Linked DNA regions of Rattus norvegicus: region 2 is linked to region 1. The links are chromatin contacts, called in public Hi-C maps. All regions are on one chromosome and are shown on one strand. Each heading gives the region's core, a stretch centred on a gene start, on an enhancer-like site or on the middle of the called end of the contact. The rest is flanking DNA. Distances are from core to core; before and after follow the strand shown.

Region 1 (6,689 bases), core at 1,084-3,583:
GTTGCCCTGGCTCTCTGCTGTCCTGGAGCTAGTTCAATTGACCAGGGAGCCTTCAGCTCAGAGTCACAACCCCATACTGCTTATTGTTTTTTGTTTTTTTTTTTAAACAACGTAGCTAATTCTTTTTTTTTTTTTTTTTTTGTTCTTTTTTTCGGAGCTGGGGACCGAACCCAGGGCCTTGCGCTTCCTAGGTAAGCGCTCTACCACTGAGCTAAATCCCCAGCCCCCCTGCTTATTGTTTTTAAAGTCGTTTCCTCAAGTTATTAGTGTATTGTTCAGGTTCATTCGTTTAATATTTACCTTAAACCGCTGCACTGAGTTTTCCCTGGCAATCCTTTCTTTTCGAGGAAAGAAAAAGTAAAGCTTTGGTGTATTCACTACTTAAGGGGAAAAAAAAAACACGAGGTCTCAGATTCACATAGGTAATTTGCAAATCTGTAAAAACACCCTTTCTCTTTCTTTTTTCTGGGTTTCACCATCAGGAACCCTGATCTGTGTTTTCAGCCCGTAGCCAAATGGAAGGCCAGAAACTCAGGAACCATAGCTTGAGAGCGAATGCCAACTTCCTATTTTGCAGCTTTGAAAATCTTAATGGTAGGAGTCTAAGGTCGTCGGCAGCGACCTCGGGCGACTCTCAGAACACAAGAGAATGAGCAGCCCACGTTCTGCCGAGTTGTAAAACTTTGCCTCGGCTTCTAGAGCTGTTTGCAGGGGAAACCAGCAGTTTCTCCGAGGTATTAACCATTTCTCAACCAGTCCGGTCACGTCCCCACCAGACAAGCCTTCAAGAGTCCCGGACTCGGCGGGGAACAGGAGCATCACAAGCCGGCGCCTCCGGGGTCCGCTTCCCGCCACAGGGCTCCTCCTCCGCGCGCCCGCTCGGCTGCCGGCCTCCCGGAGGCGCCCGCGCGGGCAGGTCTTGGCGCCAAACGGATGGCGGCGCTGTCCACCAGGCGCGCGGCCGCGTCGGGTTCGAGGGAGGCGGGAGCTCGGCCGGCGGAAGAAGGGGCGGGAGCGAGGTGCGCGGTGCTCTCGCGGGCTCTCGCGCCGCTCGCGTGACGGGCTCTGGGTGTGCGCGACGCTCCGGCTCCGCGGGGCACGGGCAGCCGGGAGCGCGCCGCGGCGAGAGGGCGTCTGGTGCGGGTGGGCGCGAGGTGCGGGCGGGCGCGGGGGACGCGCGGGCGTGCACCCGCGCGCGGGCTCTCGGAGGAGCCGCGGCCGAGGCTGCGCTTCCTCAGCCCGACGGAGAGCGGCAGTGTCGCCCCGGCCGGCGCACGCTCGGCCCGCGTCTCCCCCCGCGGCGGCTGCTCCTCGGCACCGCCAGCCCCAGCGCCGCTCCGGGGCGGGCGGGCGGCGGCGGCGGCGGCGGCGGGACCCACGGAGCCGCTTTGTGTGCAGCCCGACGAGGGGCGGCGGCGGCGGCGCAACCACCTGACAGAGGCCCGGCGCTCGCTGCACCGTCCGTCCGCATGAGGAGGAGGTAAAGCGGCGGCCGGGCTCGCGCCCTCGGCGGCGGCGAGGGAGGGACGGAAGGGGAGACCGCAGGGGAGGGCGCGCGCTGAGGCCCGGCGGGGTTGCCCGGAGCCGTGGCTCAGGCCTCGGCGGTGCAGAGTAGCGCCGGGCGACCGAGAGGCTTGAGACGCCGCCGGGCTCGGTTGCTGAAGTTACGGAACAAAATGTGAAGTGCGGAGCCGGGTCCTCCGCTTCCTGGCTCGGGGCTCGGGCCGCGGGCGGCTGGCGGGGGTGGCCGGCTGGCCGGAGAGGGACGGCCGCGCGGCGGGGACGCCGGGGGCCCAGGGCTGGGCACGGCCACGGCGTTCTGCTCCTGGGCGCCGACGCCGCGCGTGGGTCCTCTTGGGTACCTAGTTTTGCGGCCTAAGCTGAACCCTCTAGGCCTCGAGTCTCCTTTCCCGGAGGTGACCGGCCAGGCGGGGACCGGGCCGCTTCTCCTGAGCCGAGCTGGGGCCGTTGGGTCCGAGCTGACCCCCGGAGGCCACCAAACTTCCGACCTAGGTGCTCGGGGGTACATTTCATTGTGAAAAGAGGGCTAGGAAACTCCGGGAGCTGCTCGGCGCCTCTCGCGGCCGGGGTTGCTGCAGCCGAGAACCCCGTGGCACCCGGGCTGGCGCGGGTGGGGGTGGCGGACGCCTGCGGGGTCCGAACCCTGGGAAGGAGCGAGTGACGGGGTCCCTGGCCTCGGGGGGAAGAAAGGGCCCTTTCCAGATTAGAGATTTTTGAAATGAAAAAGAGGTTACAAAGTCGCCCCTTTCCCGCTGAACTTTGATTTTCTGACCGATAGAGGCCGGTAGAGGACTGTGAAAGAAAAGTTATCCCCCAGGATGGACTTCACGCAGCCGAAGCCTGCCACGGCCCTCTGTGGCGTCGTGAGTGCGGACGGGAAGATCGCTTACCCTCCGGGAGTAAAAGAGATCACGGACAAGATCACCACCGACGAAATGATCAAACGTTTGAAGGTAAGGGTCTGGGTCGATATTCTTCTGTGCTCTGGATGGCTTTTGTGACTCATGTGGTTTCATTTGACTACTCAACCTGGCCTTTGGAGTTTTTAGTACTAAGTTTTTAAAGATATCTTCACCGTCCCGGAAAAGTATTGTTCAAACTTGGCGATATCTTTGGATAAGTTCTGAAAAGACATAGTAGCATGGGAAATTTAAAGAGTGTGATCATTTTTCTGTTCTGTTTATTGCGCATAAGAACACATGGTTTAGTTGCTTCCCTTTGGTTATTTTTTCTTTAATGAATATTGTTTAAGCAACTCATACCCTTAGGTGTAGTGATTTACCCACGAAAGTTCCTATTTTCATCGGCTCCAAAAAAGACTGATTTGAGCACAAGCAGCCATATTTTTTCTCCCTTAGATTCTCATGATTTCCTAATGTCTGGAAGCCTAACTATACATGGGCTAAACTTCATACAATGTACAGATTTTTCAGAATTTGAGCTTAAAGAGAAATGGTGATTTTATTTTAGAACCCAAGAAAGTTGAGGACTGGATTGTTGATATTCTGTGAGGTTTGTTTGTTTGTTTATTGTCGGCAATCTTAACAGTCATTTTGGTTGTCACAGTTGGCTTGGGTGGAGTAGGGAGACGATGAGGCAGAGCCCTGTAAGGAGCTATCAGTAGTCTGTGAAAGATCTTAAACTATTGGAAGTAGGGCATTGGCAGTGGGGAGACAAAGAATGGCTCAGGTGACTTGTTTGAAAGAGGACATGTAACCTAGCTATTCTTGAACTTAACAGTCTTCCTGCCTCCACTTCCAAAACACTAGAGCTGTAACCATGCCCTGCTAACAACAGTGGTTCTCAACCTGTGGGTCAGGACCCCTTTCCCACAGGTTAACTGTCTGATATCCTGTATGATTCATAACAGTAGCAAAATTATAGTTATGAAGTAGCAATGGAATTATTTTGTTAGAGGTCACCACAACATGAGGCAACCTTAGGAAGGTTGAGAACCATTATGCTAAAAGGCACACTTCAAAGTTAAAGTCAAATGTGGTGGAAGGCTAGGCAGGAAACATTGTTGACAGTGTTTCTGCCTTATGCAACTTTGTAAAATGTATTTTTAGGGCCTGATCTTAGAATTGAGCATAGTACCTAGTAAATATTATGTGTTTAAAGTGTTTCTGTGGGGCTGGGGATTTAGCTCAGTGGTAGAGCGCTTACCTAGGAAGCGCAAGGCCCTGGGTTCGGTCCCCAGCTCCGAAAAAAAGAACCAAAAAAAAAAAAAAAGTGTTTCTGTGTTTTAGTTTCTATTTGTTGGTCTTTTGAAAGACCTAGCTTCTTTAATTAAAAGGCATCTTCTCTGTTTTCCTTCCATTCCTTTTTCTGGGTGTGGAGGTGGGGACACGTGCAGGCAGTGCTCTATCACTGAGCTATACCTCAGTCTAAAGCAGAGAAATCTTTCTGTTGCTTTCAAGACAGGGTCTGGCCTAAAACTTGCTCAGTAGATAAAGCTGGTCTCAACTTCTCTCTGTTCTCTGAAGAACTTTGAAGTGTTGGGAATATAGACATGTGCCACCAGGTTCAACTAAAGCCTTTTTTAAAAAAATGTGAGACTATTTTGTGTGTGTGTGTGTGTGTGTGTGTGTGTGTGTGTGCGTGCATGAATGTTTATGTGTAGGTATGTAGGCACTGAAGCTGGTCTTTGCTACTTTGTGGGTTCTTTTTCCCCACCCTTTATCCCCCCAGTTTTACCCCATCACTAGAGGGAAGAGAGAGATAGAGGCCCCTGAATCTAATTTAATGTCTTCTTCTTTCTTTGAGCATGGCTACTAACAAACTGCAACCAAGCTTCCTAAAGGACCAACAACCACTTGACTCCTCCTCTCAGGGTCCTAGCATTTATATACCCGCTGAAAAGTTCCCAGAATTCCATATACAGACACAGAAACTATCTGCAGCTAGCAAAACCATGCCTCTTGTCAGCTGCTGTGAAGCAGCCCTGTATCCTTACACCTAGAATTAAAATGAAAACATATTCTTATAACATTTCTGTGCTTTTTTAAAAAAGCAAACCTCCAGAATTCTCATACAAGGTCTTTTGTGTATGTTCCTGGAGGGCAGAGGACAGTCTTGGGTATTGCCCTCACTTCCTTTGAGACAAGGTTTCTGGTTGGCCTAGAGTTCACCTGTTAGGTTGGGCGAGCCTCCAGACCCCTCCTGCTGAGATTGCAGTTGTCTGCACCACATGGAGCACAAGTGCTGGGAATTGGGGCTCAAACTCAGGACCTCAAACTCAGGACCTCATACTTAGGAGGCAAACACTAGTCACTTAGCTCTTTCTCCAGCTCTCTGAAGTGTATCTTACTACTTAAAGAGTATTAATATTTCCCAAGATTATATTGTGTATTTTGAGTAAGAATCCAAACTAAGAAATAAAGCTGATCAATAAAATTAGCATGCATGTCTATGTGTGTTTGTCTTGTGCATCCCCCACCTTGGGTGTTGTTTTGGAGGGAGAGGAGTCTTCTCTGTAGCTCTTGCTGTCCTGGAACCCATTATGTAGTTCAGAGTGTCTTCCTCTGCCTTCTGAGTGCTGGGACCTACCCCAACTTTGAGACAGGGTCTTACTGTTTAACTCAGGCCAGTCTTGAACTCACAGCCCTTTTTCTTCAGCTACCTGATTGGGGGTGCTGGGATTATAGGTGTGTGATACCAAACTCATTTAGTTTTGATCAAATGTTCAAATTAAGAATATTGAAATCAAGTGGCAGTGGTTCTCCCCTTACTCGCAGCACTCAAGAGGGAGAGGCAGGTGGATCTCTAAGGGTCTACACTGGCTGAGTTCTAAAGCTACACAGAAAAATCTTGTTTCCAAAAACCTGAATAAAAGTAAAAAATTGAAATAGCCAGACATGGTGGTGTTCATGTTTAATTCCAACACTTCAAAAGAGACAAGAGGATCTCTGAGTTTGAGCTAGCCTGGTTTACATAGAGTGTTCTTGGCCAGCTAAGAGTACACAGTGAGACCCTGTCTCCAAAAATTAAATTAAAGAGTACTGAAACCGGGGTTGGGGATTTAGCTCAGGGGTAGAGCGCTTGCCTAGGAAGCGCAAGGCCCTGGGTTCCGTCCCCAGCTCCGAAAAAAAAAAAAAGAAAAAAAAAAAAAAGAATACTGAAACCTTGAATCCTGAGGGTGAACGTATATATGTTTTTTTAATAGGAAAATATGGGGCCAGCTAGATTCCTTAGGTAAATGTCCTGAGTCTGAAAACTAGAGTTGTGTCCCGTATATAGTAGGAGAGAATGGATTCCCACAGGTTGTCTCTAAACATGGAAGCCACACATAGTCTTTCACACACACATGCTCTCTAAGTCAAATGCAATGAAAAACATTTAAAAACAGATGGGAAGTTATTTCTATGTTTTTCCACTTATAGCTATATTGAATATTTGAATTATTCTAAACTATGAAAGTCAAGGTCAACCCTGGGCTAGCTATCCATTTATTTCATGTATTCCTTTGTAAGTTAAAGTCGACATGTTTTTATCAATTTTAATTTCCTGCCCTTAAATTTGGTCTTTCTGTCTCAGCTTCACAAACTAAGTGCATGGTGTGTGGCACCACACTGAGCTTTCCCTCACTCCCCCCACCCCCTTCTCTTTTTCAAAGCAAAGGTCACATAGCTTAGACTGGCCTTGAACTTAAGATCTTCCTAACTCCACCTCTGAAAATGCTATGATTAGAGGTGTATGCCATTATGCCTGAGGATTGAATCTATGACTTGATGCATGCTAGACTGACCAGGATCCTCAACCAGTGTTCCCCTTCATATTATCTACTTTTGAGAGAGGATCTTATGTAGGTATGAGCAGGCTAACCTCAAAATTCTGATCCTCTTATATTCTAGGATACAAACATGTACCACTACATGAACCTGACTCCAGAACTAAAAAACGTTTGTGTGAGGGTTGGCATGTGCCATAGTGTGCGTGTGGAGATCAGAGACCATTTTGAAATAGTTCTCTTTTCTACCACTTCGATGCCAATGGTTTGAACTGATTGTCAGACTCGGTTGCATTTTGTTGCTTAAACACCTTTACTTACTACTGACTCCATAAAGGAATTCTGAAACCTCTTAACAGATGACAAAAATTAGGTCCATAGTCCTTAAATGACCAAGAAGCATTCATCAGGATCAGTTAAAAGCTGTCTAGTGGGGGCT
Region 2 (6,852 bases), core at 3,956-6,455, 340 kb after region 1:
TACAGGATAGAAGGAGGCCTATCATTGGAGGAGAAGAAAACATGGGCGGGAGAGAAGTTTTGAAGGAAGAGGAGGAGACTGAGGGAGAGGAGAAGAGAGGGAGAGAGGGGCAGAGGAGCCGTGACAAGTGATGTACAGAGCACTTGCCTAGGAAGTGCAAGGCCCTGGGTTCGGTCCCCAGCTCCGAAAAATAGAACCAAAAAAAAAAAAAAAAAAAAAAAAAAGATTCTGCTCTGCGTATTTACAGATTGTTATTAATGTTCTCAAGGGATGGATGGTACTGGGCTTTGTATGTTTAATCTTTTATTGAGGGTTTGAGTGTAGGAAAGTATGCAGCTGGGATGTGTTTCCGCTAAGATATCTAGCAGATATCTGGGGCACCGCGGCGTGGGCCTAGCGGGGTAAAAGACCAACAATACTTTTTTATTTTTATATTTTTACAACAACAGTCCTTTGACTTCCATACACATCTCCACATGTATGCAACCATTGTCGTAGTCGTCGTCGCCGTCATCAACAACAACAACAACAACAGAATGTCAGCCTAAAGCCAACCTGCAATCCTAGCACCAGAGAAGTTGAGACAAGATCATGAGTTCAGGGTCAGCCTGGGTTCCACAGTGCAACCAGAATTTAAATAAGAGATGGCTTAGTGTTTAAGAGGACTGTTCTTTCAGAAGACCCAAGTTCAGTTCCCAGCACCCACATGGAGTAAACAAGTGGCTATGCCCTCTACATGCACCTTGCTCACATACATAGGCACAAAATTAAGAATAATTAAGATGGGTGATGGTGCTCACTTGCGAGGCAGAGATAGGCAAATCTCTTGTGAGTTTGAGGCCAGCCTGGTCTACAGAGTGAGTTCCAGGTCATCCAGGGCTATGTAAAGAAACCCTGTCTCAAACAAACAAACAAACAAACAAACTAGAAATAAAGTCTAACCAGAGGTACCAGGTCTGTTGTATTGCTTTTCTTTACAACCTCATAGTTTGCAAAGATTCCTTACAACTCAATAATCAACAAGAAATGACTTGGAAAAAAGTTTTTGAGACAGGGTTTCTCTGTGTAGCCCTGAGTATCCTGTAACTCACTCTGTAGACCAGGCTAGCCTCAAGCTCAAGAAATCCACCTGCCTCTACCTCCTGAGTGCTGGGATTAAAGATGTGCACCACCACTGCCCAGCTAAAAATATATTCTTTTTTTAAGTGGCATTTTATTTATTTTGTGGGTATGGGTATGCACACGTGTGAGAACACTAGGACATGAGAGAATAGCATGTGAGAGTCGGTTTCCTCCTTCCACTGGTGGGTCCTGTGGGTTGAACTCAGGTTACCAGGCTTCACGGTACGTGACTTTACCCATTGAGCCATCTGGCTATTCAGGAGAAAGATGAAGGCACATCTGAGTGGGGTTCCACTGGAAGTACTGCTTGGTAAGTAGATGACACACAGATAGATACACAAGACATATAATTATGAAAAATATTTCCAAACATTAATGCAAACACATACCCTAAGGCACCAAAGAGTTCCATATCAGATACATGGAAGATCCAATAACAGATTAATTCAGAGAGGGTGAAGTCACATATGTGACAAGATCATCAGGGTCTCTCTGTGATTTTCATAAACTCATATGTGCTAAGAGTCTCACTGGGCATTCACAGTTCACGTTTTTAGGCTGAGGGTTTAGACATCTCCATACCATCCTGAACTAAGCTGTAGAGGCCAGGTTGCCTTACCATGATCGTGGCTGTGGCGGTGGCATATTCCCCACCTCCCCAACACTCTCCGATGTTTGGACATCGGGCTTCCTCACATACCTGTGAAAAAGGGAAACGATGCATCAGATTGAAAGGACCGACCTACCAACAATGGAGTATTAGGTTCTTTAGTGGTCCTTTTTTTTTGAGATTATTTTAGTAGCTGGGTGGTGATGGTGCATGCCTTTAGTGCCAGCACTTGGGAGGCAGCAGCAGGAGGATATGAAGGCCAGCCTGGTCTACGTAGTGAGCTCCAGGACAACCAGGGCTATGCACAGAAACACTGTCTCAAAAAACCAAAAAAGGGGATTGGGGATTTAGCTCAGTGGTAGAGCGCTTGCCTAACAAGCGCAAGGCCCTGGGTTTGGTCCCCAGCTCCGAAAAAAAAGAAAAGAGAAAAAAAAAAAAAAAGGAAAAACAAAAATTATTTTTATTATAATTTTGTATGTATAGATTTTTTTGCCTGCATGTATGCCTGTGATCCACATGCATGCCTTGCGTCAAAACAGTCCAGAAGAGAGTGAGTGTTAGATCCCCTGAAACTAGAGTTGATTTCATACCATAACTAGAGATGGTTATGAGCTGCCATGTGGGTGCTAGGAATCAAACCTAGGCTCTCTGGAAGAACAGTCAGTGCTCTTAACCACTGAGCCATCTCTGCAGCCCACAGTCAGATTATCTAAACGACTGCCTATGCTTCCCACAGAGTTCAGAAGAAATTAATCACCTTTTTTTGTCTTGTAGGAAAATTAGACTTGGCTTTTACACACGAGACGACACTGGGATGCACTCCCACCCTAATCGTCTATGTACCTTTTAATTACTGTTGAGAACACTTCACTTTTCATCTTTATCTGCTCTCTTTGCTGCTTTTATACACTCATCAATCAATTCTTTCTCATCTCATCTGGCACCACCCATTTTATAATCTGAGTACCCGGGAAGGTAAGGCAGGAGAATCACAAGTTTGTGAACAAACAGGCCTATACAGTGAGTTCCAGACCAGCCTATGCCACCTAATGAGACTGTATCTCAAAAAACAAAAACAAAAACAAACAAAAAAAACAAAAAAAAAACCCAAAACAAAACAAAACAAAAAACCCTCAAAAAAAAAAAAACCCTTTACAAATATGGGGAAACAGTACAGATGCTGGGTGAGACAAAGAGGAAATACACTCTTACTGTGTGGAGATTTAAATTCCGCAACGTATTTTTCAGCTTATTGTAATTTTTACCCATGGGTATCTTTGTCTTTAACCACGGAGGTAGTCTTAACCTAGGGAAAGCCAGAGAGAACGGTCCATTACCAACCTGTGGAAAGCATGTACCTTTGCTCTAGCAGATTCCCAGGATAGCCTTTTCCATATTTCTGAACTAACTCATTTCCTTTATAGTAATAAGAACAAAGACTCAAATTTCGGTCTGTTTAAGCTGCTTTAGAAAACACTGATAATGGAGTCGAAGTGGGTGCAATGCTTATAGCTACCTTCAAACGTACATTGCTATACTGTTCTAATTAAAGGAAGGATATGCCTTTTAGCATATTCTTCCCTGTGAATACTACAAATTACTACAGTAACTCAGAATAAGGAAAGAACCCAAGTGCACACTATCTATCCTGCATTCTAGGCTCTAGTCATTAATAAGGGAGACAATTTGCTAATTTCAGTGGTTCACATCTGTGTTGCTACAATTTAATCCAAATAGGTAGGAGAATCAGGAGTTCAAGGTCAAATCTAACTACATAGTAATTTCAAGGCTAGCCCAGACTATATAAACTCTGACTTAAGCCATGAAATGAAAAAAACCAACAAAAAAGACAGGTCTAACCTTTGGAATGGAAGCTATATCCCTAGTTTTCCCTGATCTAGAAGCTGTTTGAGAAGTATTTTTTTATTTATTCATTTTATTTATATATGAGTACACTGTATCTATCTTCAGACACACCAGAAGAGGGCATCAGATCCCATTACAAATGGTTGTGAGCCACCATGTGGTTGCTGGGAATTGAACTCGGGACCTATGGAAGAGCAGTCAATGTTCTTAACCACTGAGCCATCTCTCCAGCCCCCTGGATAAGTATTTTTAGCTTCCCCCCCCCCCCCCCGGAGCTGGGGACCGAACCCAGGGCCTTGCGCTTCCTAGGTAAGCGCTCTACCACTGAGCTAAATCCCCAGCCCCTGGATAAGTATTTTTGAAAACAACACTGTACACCAAATCCCCACCACGCTTCTGTTACTATTTGCTTATTGTGTGTTATGAATCTGGCATCCAAAGCCTTCTGTATGCAGGCAACTGTACATCATCAAAAACAAACAAACAAACAAAAACCAAACCAACTAAATAACCATAGGCTATATGTAAACTTTCTCAGGAAAGGAACATTAGAGCTGGGGGTGGAGGTATACACTTTTAATCCCAGCGCCTGGGATCTCAGGCAGGTAGATCTCAGTTTTGAGGCCAGCCTGGGTTAGGGTTTCATGGAGAAACTATCTCCAAAAACCCAAATAAATAAATAAGGTAAATAAATAGGTTTATCAAGAGGAAAACCTATACTTTCTCAAGTAGACGCTAGATATAAAATGGGATATGGCAGTATAAAATGGTCAGGTCATTTTATGAAGGACAAAGAAAAATGGTCAAAGGGTGCAGAAAAATCTATTCAAAGCTTGATTAAAAACAGTGCACAAAATCAAAATGGTCTCTCATATTCAATTACCTTTCTCCTTTCTGGCGCTTTAAGTTTCCTTTATAATCATCCCAGGTACTCTTGTCTGCAAGATCACCAGATACAAAATCTTGAAGGTCTGGCCCATTATGCAAAAATTTCTTTTTCTCATCTGGCAAAGAACTTAATGCTCTAACCGAGCACGCATATCTTCCAAATATCTACAGAAAGCCAAAGAACTGATTCAGAAATTATGTAAAACGATTTAACTACTCATCAGAATCTGAAAAAGGCTCAGGGTGGAAGAACCGCAAGCCACAAACATGTAATCTAGCACTCAGAGGAGGCAGAGTGAGGAGGACTCTAAGAATTGATCTAAGAATTTAGTTTCAAGCCAGCCTAGGTTACAGGGACCCTGATGGACACTCAGCCCTGACGAATGGGAAAAAGTAGGGATCAGATCAAATATAACTGCTAAATATAGATCAGAAAACCTTAGGAAGTGGCTTAACATGCCACATCTTCATGTCTTCTATTCCTAAGACGGGTATTAAAAATATGTTAACAAGTTTGCAATACTTAAGATATGCCACGGCTTTAAAAAAGATATCTGGAACGATTTCCCTGGTTTTGAACTTGAGATAAGCAATGGCGTTCCTGTCGCTCACCCGGGACCCCAGGCTGCGAGCTGCATCCCAGCAGCGTAAAGCCATCCCCTCTTTTAGATCTTAGGAGGGTCAAGGGACCGAGGAACCAGCACCCCCGGAACAGGACGGGTCTCAAAGTCCGTCGCTTTACTTATGACGCAATACGCGATCGTCGAACCTGCGCGACTCGACTAGCTCGGTGATCGAGTAGTTTTGCCTTAAACCGTCGCTCGGTCGTGACGCAACACGCCAGCGCCCTGACGGATTACAAGAACGTGATGACGAAGGACGTTCTCTCTTTGCCCCATCTACTGCGAGGTGAGGAGGTTAGGGCCTGCGTTCCTTTGGAATCTAAACCCATCCTCTCTTGGGGACCCCAGCGGCATGGACCCGATGCCCCGAATCTTTGTCCCGACTGTCCCCCTGCACGACATACGCCCTTTGGATTTGGTGGCGCGAGCTAGAAGTTGCGTTCGGGCTTTCAGTCCCACCCCGGCCGCAGCCATTCCGCCATGGCTCGCCGTCCCGGACTTCCTAACACTTCTCTGGTGCCCGCTCATTCCCGACCCATGCACCCCCAGGCCACTCCTTGTCACGGACCCACTCGTGTCTTGCCGGCTTGCTTGTCTTCCTAGCTGGCGATTTCCGTTTGGAGCGGAACTGTGCTCGGTGTCTGGTGTAGAACGTTCCCTGCTCCAGCCTTCTTACCCGGGTGTTTGTGTTTCAGAATGAAGACCATTCTCAGCAATCAGACTGTCGACATTCCAGAAAATGGTAGGTGGCTTCACGCTTTGCTCTGACATATTTCTTGCATGCTCTAGTCCCTTGCCTGGGGTCTCACGAGTTCATCTTCTCTTCTAGTCGACATCACTCTGAAGGGGCGCACAGTCATTGTGAAGGGCCCCAGAGGAACTCTGAGGAGGGACTTCAATCACATCAATGTAGAGCTGAGTCTTCTTGGAAAGAAAAAGAAAAGGGTAAGAACTTCAGTATCTTCTGATACTTCAGGTGTTTGTAACAGCATGAGGCTTGGTGCCTTTGGCCGGGCGAGGTGGCACACATCTTTAATCCCAGCACTGGGGGGAGGCAGAGGGGTGACTTTGAACAATACCGATTGGGTGCTTGAAATTAGGATTTAGCTTCAGTGAAATTATAAAGTCAAATCCAATGCTGGGAAGCCGGGTAACAGATGTTCCCCACATGTGGCTGAGTGGCTTTTCAGACTCAGTTCTTCTCTGAGTGAACTTGGTTGTGTTCTCAGGGTTTAGGGGTGAGGTATACCGTCCCTCTTGTGTCCTGAGCAAGTGACACTGTGACATACAGTGCATTTGTGTCTTTTGAATGCTCTTGTATGCACCAGGTAGAAATGCTGTTTTAATTCTAAAGTTTTGTTCTGTTACAGCTCCGTGTTGACAAGTGGTGGGGTAACAGGAAGGAACTGGCCACTGTCAGAACCATCTGCAGTCATGTTCAGAACATGATCAAGGGTGTGACACTGGTAAGCCGGCCCCCCACAATGCTTTTTAACCCTTTGGAAGAGGTTTCTTGGATGTGTTTTGTGAATATAAATGTGTAGGGGCAGGATACACTCTTACGAACTACACCCAGGTTTTGGAGAGTGGGGTGTACCACAGATCAAACCTAAGAATTTGCTGGGCAGGCTCCTACACTTCAGTTTCAGGGTTTTTTTGGTAGGTATGTTATAGTGGAGATAAGAATTACTGGTTGGTGTGTGGGACTAATGGATAGAAAAGGTCTGACTTGTGCATATCTGA

The links. A called contact is a pair of places that touch in the nucleus more often than the background predicts.
Region 2: a Hi-C map of kidney shows a contact between it and region 1, with 4 times the contacts expected there. The contact joins the promoter of Lias here to the promoter of Pds5a in region 1. A contact is called at or near these places in 7 of 12 Hi-C or Micro-C datasets (the A7r5 cell line, Schwann cells, kidney and 4 more) and 1 of 1 datasets of contacts at active chromatin or transcription factors (oligodendrocytes).

The regions. Positions count from the first base shown.
Region 1 is chr14:42,904,000-42,910,688 of GRCr8, forward strand. It overlaps Pds5a (PDS5 cohesin associated factor A), which reads left to right and starts at 2,334. Exons shown (of 32, transcript NM_001083624.1): 1 at 2,334-2,474. The coding sequence starts at 2,340.
Region 2 is chr14:43,242,218-43,249,069 of GRCr8, forward strand. It overlaps Lias (lipoic acid synthetase), which reads right to left and starts at 5,206. Exons shown (of 10, transcript NM_001012037.1): 1 at 5,099-5,206; 2 at 4,482-4,651; 3 at 2,945-3,038; 4 at 1,742-1,822. The coding sequence starts at 5,143. The region is part of intron 1 of Rplp2l3 (ribosomal protein lateral stalk subunit P2 like 3); the gene reads right to left. Rpl9 (ribosomal protein L9) reads left to right here and starts at 5,373. Exons shown (of 8, transcript NM_001007598.3): 1 at 5,373-5,395; 2 at 5,805-5,851; 3 at 5,939-6,054; 4 at 6,480-6,575. The coding sequence starts at 5,806.